Linked DNA regions of Zea mays: region 2 is linked to region 1. Evidence: chromatin contacts called from public Hi-C data. All regions are on one chromosome and are shown on one strand. Each heading gives the region's core, a stretch centred on a gene start, on an enhancer-like site or on the middle of the called end of the contact. The rest is flanking DNA. Distances are from core to core; before and after follow the strand shown.

Region 1 (2,759 bases), core at 201-2,700:
CTCTTTTCTTTGTATGAGTTTTGCCTTATTGAGGTTTTCTCATCCAAAGTTTTTAACGAGGTAATATCAACTAAGCTATATGCTTCATCATTGATTTTTCCCCAAGGGGGTTTTTACGAATGATGATTACAAGCATATTTTTCTTTTGGAGTTCAATGTGAGTTTTACTCATGATCCAAAAGCATTGTGTACTCCTTATTTTTCCCACAGGGTTTTTGAGGAGATGAAACATTGGACAACAGCTTGCAGATGATCAAATGGATATTGGTTGATCAAGGGGGAGTGTTACAAAATATTGTCCTGTGATCAACTGACAGTTACTCCCAAGGGACACACCCCTTGGGAGACTTTGTATCCCCTGTATAAATACATGACACTCTGCAATAAAGACAACAGTCTTGTCATTTCTCTCTGTCTCTCTCCACTGGGTTGCCCACTGATTTCTAACAGCTTTAACCCGCAAGATGGGCTGGCTCACCATGCGCCCTCGGCGTCCGATGTCATCAACCTGCCATGCCAGCTGGGTGAGTGGGAGGACAGAGGAAGGAAAACGGGCCGTAGCTCTGCAACTCCGCCCAGACATGCACTAACACGTTATGTACTGCCGTACGCAACAGGACGACGAGTCCAGTCACGTCCAGCGCGACGACGCCTGCACTGCACCGCAAGTCTGCCACGCATCACGCGGGAACGTGCATTCTGGGAGCCCTAGGCTGCACGCGAGAGCACGATGGTGATCTGGCGACACGTCGTCAGAGCACTGTAGCATGCAGCTGTGAATCGGTCTCTACGTACACGCTAGCTCGAACGGCTATGTAGGAGTGCATGTGCATGCATATACACAGCTAGCAGCTCTGTGTCGCAGCTTCAGCTTGCTTTGCAGCTTGGAACCGGTAAAAAAAAGGCTGGCTCTGCAATACAGCTGCTGACTCATCGTGACCTAGCTTGGATTCTTTCCAGCACATATGCAAGACGCAGCTGATTTTGATCGAACCATGCATGATGCATTATTTACTCCCCGTTTTAAAATATTAATCGTTGTAGCTCTTAACTTTTATGTCTATATTTATAATGATGGTAAATTTAGACACATATACAAAACACATGTATCAAGAATTGTGTGAACTCACTAACTCTTTAAAAACAACTGCTATTTTGAAACGAAGTAAGTACTTTGGAAGGTACGGGATTGTTCTAAGAACGAAAAACAAAGTCTCTGCAAAATTTGTGTGTCGCTGTCACGTTCCCTGCGTTGCATTTGCATGCCGCAAACGAGCTCATTTCTTTACGAATGTATGTATATAGTTCAATTCGTGCAACTACCACCGCTAGCATATGGCGCAACGTGCGGAAATAACAAACTAGTACTAGGCGTCTAGGCCAGTAGCGCGCGTTCGGTGCCAACTGCCAACTACCTGCACCGTGCGTTCCGTTGCAGAGGCGGAGGGCAATCTCGTCAAATCAGTGCATGCATGTTGCACGTTGCTTAAATTTTTATCGCGCCGCCTCGTCATCCCACACCGTCCATGTCCATCCATCGACGTCCTACCCGTCGGCCGGGTGGTGCTTCGGCCGCGTCGCGAACTCGTGAGATAGTGCTACGAATCCACACACACGTGCTCTCTCTCTAGTCTCTATGCATAATGTATCATAAAATTATATTATTTTCGTTCTCGGATATTTGAAGTTCGTTAGTTTATTTGAAACTACACCGTGGCAAATAAAAAAACAGAGAGAGTAAATACTAAGAATTTCTAAAATATTAGTGGAAACTATAATGTTCGATTCAGAATAAATCTAACGTGACATGTACAAGAGGGGACTAGCAAATCAACACCCGTGTAGTTTTTTTATATCAGCAGCCATAGTTTTTTATTTATAAAATGATATCGTCCTAAACGTCTTCCTTGGAGCACAAGTCATCGTCCCACCTACTATCGATCTCAGTCAGAGTATCGAACATTCATAGTATACAGTAAGTAATCAACAAACAAACAAAACGGAGCAAATCAAGTTGTCAAACACGCCACCGGCATGGCATCATACGCGTACGTACTTTAGCGGTGGCAAAAGTTTCCAAGCTACATTTACTACCGTAGAGACGTACTTATATATACATTGTACTATTTTTTTAAAAAAATATACTAATATTCCTTTTCCTCGCGCAACAAGAAATTAAATAAACCAAATCAACGGAGTAGTTGCGTGGCACGTACTCTGAGTCATCATACTAATTCGTGGTCGTCGTTAATGGAAAGCAAAATAGGAAAGAAGAAATTAGTTTGCTTCGTGACAGACGACGTCGTAGGATCCACGACGCCGCTGGAGGATGCCTGGATTCGGCGGGCTAGCTGAAGCTTCTGCAGAATTTTTCGCGCGTTGACGTTGCTCAGTTGTTGCTTGGTTTCGTCGGTGATTATTATTCTGGGATGGACTGGCTTGCCCGGGCCCGGCTGCCCGCCCTCTCATTGTTCATTCAGAGAAAAATATTTAAATCAGGCAGACCCACACGTAATTCGTACGTGTCATGGTTCCAGACTGCATGCCACCCGCCGACTTTTTTTTTTGTTTGAGTCCACGCTTTCACCGTCAGCGCCACGCACGCGCGTGCTGAGTTTTTCGTGGACGCTCGAACGCCCGGTGCATATACTCGCACTGAGACAAAACCATGGTGACGATGCTCCAACCAAGACCACGTGCGCAACGAGCTCTGTTGAGCTCCGTTTTTTAGCAACTAAATATTAACTCTATTACATCAA
Region 2 (2,700 bases), core at 101-2,600, 51 kb after region 1:
ACTCTAACCCTAATGGACCTGTAGTCCAACAGTAGTGCCGACCCACACACTGTCTAACACTTTCCTTCTCTTTATTCTTTTTCTTATACATTATCATTAATATGACGTGGAGTCTATTAAACTATCTCTAACAGCTTACTCATCCGCATCTCATATTTCGAACTATATTATGTAAACAATGCAGTTACTTCAAGGTTCACCACATCTAAATTTTAGGCCAACTTGTGCGAGGCGACCGACGATACGACGTATTATTGCTTAAACCTGCCGAGCTACTTTTAGACTGTCCAAAATTATAAAATCCAAAAAACAAAATTATAAAATCCAAAAAACACATTAAATCTAATAAAAAAGAATAAAAAACAAGACAAATGAAATTACTAAGTTTCTATTAAGTTACTAGAGCTGTGCAATGACTGCCTCATTAAAACCCCTCTGGTCAGAAGGGAAAAAGGCTACAGTTAGTTTTACATAGAGTTCATAAGTTCTACACCATATCCTCTAATTCAAAAGCTACAAAAGAAACATCTAATTAGCATCAACTCCAGATTCATTCTTTATCAAAGTATATGAAAGTGTGGAAAATACGAATCCATTAAGAAAATGTGGTTCTCAAACTAGCACTTAATGAATATATGAGCCTTTTCATGCCTCCGTATGATCCATTTTTTTGTCTGTCTTAAACAGACCTTGTCTGTGCCCTCCTTGGGTCACGATTTCGACCCAAACACAATCCAAAATATCAGGCTGAGTCAATGTAACACTAAAATATTTCGAGTGATTTAGATCAGCCATACAACTTAGGTCATATACACGATCTGATGCGGTAGTTATAACCCACTCACACATATTATAAGTTTGTTAGATGAGCAAGATCTATTTGTTCATCTGTACTCCACGCATGGCGAGCCTAATCTTTGTCTTGCCTCGCTCAGGCCTTGTTCGGTTAGCTTTCAATTCATGTGGATTGAATGAGATTGGATGAGTTTAAATCCCAAACAAGTCAAATTTCTTAAGAATTTTTTTCAATCACATTCAATCCATGTGTACTGGGAATAACCGAACAAGGCCTCATGTGTGGGGCCTGGACCAGGCGAACCCTCCTGTCACTTCCCGCCACCCGCTCGCGTGAGCAAAAGCTCGCGCCAGCGATCCTCCATAGTCCATGCCCCGGTCGCTTTGGCCTTTGGGGTTAATCCCGTGACCAGCGAAAACGAGGCGAAACGCTGATGACCGAGATAACCGGTGACTGCTTTCTCCGCCTCCGCTTCTAGAAAGAGGACTGAAGGAGCGAGGCGACTGTCGCCGCCTATATTAATACGCGCCCTCCTCCAACTTCTCTCCTCTCCACTCCTTTCTCTCCCAGCTCCCAAAATTCCCTCTCCGTCGCCGCCGCTCCCAAAATCCCCTCTCCGTCGCCGCCTCTCGCCAGGTCGTTTCCAAGCCCCGTTGGGGGCCTCGCCGGCGCCGGCATTGGATATAACCTCGCCCGCTACCTCCGTCCGGTAAGGCTTCTCCTCCCGAGATCGGTCCCCTTGGAAACTATGTCACGTGGCTCATCTGGCACTCGTAGATCTCGCGCAGAATCGCTTGTCGTGTTCGTGTAATTTTTTCTTTCTTATTCGTGCGTATTCCTTGTCGTCTCCGCCTCCCCATGCGACGGCGACGGCCGTCGTCCCCATGGGGAATCTGTCCCGTCCCATGCGTGGAACTGTATGAGGCACCCCAAAGCCGAGTTTTTTAACCGAGCCGCCCACAACACGGCCGTGAGAGAGCAGGTGGGATGCAGAGGGAAGGGAGGGGAGCCGGAGAACGGTGTTGGCCGTGGGCTCGTGTTGGTTGGCTGTGTCCTGTGTGGGATTCTTCCTCGCGGGGGGTCCCTGCGGCCGAGACGGGGTTCGTCCAACTGGTCTGGAGACGTACCTTTTTCTTGCCCTTTTGCTGATTCTTTTTGGATGTATCGCGACTGGGAGTCTGGGAGGGAAATAAAAGACATCGTTGATGATTGTCGCACTGCACCCGATCTGGCTTTGTCCTCGAGGGCCCCCACGTATTTTGTTCTTGTTGGCTGGGGTTGGTGGGAGCTGTGTCTTTCACTGCCGCCGTTGCGAGAAGCATGTTGCAACTTGCATCGCCGAGGCTTTTCTTGCAAGCCTGGGTTGGCGCCGTCTGCTGTAGAGGATTATTAAGTGGCTGATAGATGCACATGCACCGATGGTCCAGTCGATTAGTTCTGTGATGATACGCGCTGATTACTGACCTAAGTCTCAATTATGTGCTTCCCTTCTGTTTTCCAGTGCCACTGCTGAACACTACCATGTGTGTTCAGTGTTCTCATGGGCACCCTGTGCAGTTCACCACGGTGGAGACTTTTCCGATGCCAGCAGCCGTGCATCTACCATTAGTACACATGGGTCTCACCAAACCATCTATTCAATTGTTGTGATTTGGCCTTAAATTCTTAATGATGGATGGATCAAACATCATTTTCCAACTAATATGTGGTAGTCCATAAAGGAATCATGGGCACCAGCTGATGTCTTTTTCATTTTCCTCCCTTGTAACTCCTGTCTTTTTCCTTTTAAAACTTGCAAGACAGAAACAGGAACTACGCTGTTCAATGTGGTCAATTATTTTTGCATTAGGTGGTGTGGCGTTTCATTAGACATTACATGTCAACACTTTTTTTGTTTTTTTTTC

What was found. Hi-C and Micro-C count contacts between places; a contact is called where the count stands out from the background.
Region 2: a Hi-C map of tassel shows a contact between it and region 1, with 2.6 times the contacts expected there. The contact joins the promoter of LOC100285860 here to the enhancer-like site in region 1. A contact is called at or near these places in 4 of 25 Hi-C or Micro-C datasets (ear, endosperm, leaf and 1 more).

Annotation. Positions count from the first base shown.
Region 1 is chr9:122,279,866-122,282,624 of Zm-B73-REFERENCE-NAM-5.0, forward strand. No RefSeq gene overlaps it. Among protein-coding and RNA genes, the nearest start is that of LOC100285860, 51 kb to the right of the region's middle. Within about 2 kb of position 1,451, at least 19 of the 20 cell types and tissues checked have an H3K27ac peak or open chromatin away from gene starts, as enhancers often do. A contact at or near this core is called in ear, endosperm, leaf and 1 more, where this site is marked.
Region 2 is chr9:122,330,717-122,333,416 of Zm-B73-REFERENCE-NAM-5.0, forward strand. It overlaps LOC100285860 (trehalose-phosphate phosphatase), which reads left to right and starts at 1,351. Exons shown (of 11, transcript NM_001158750.1): 1 at 1,351-1,505.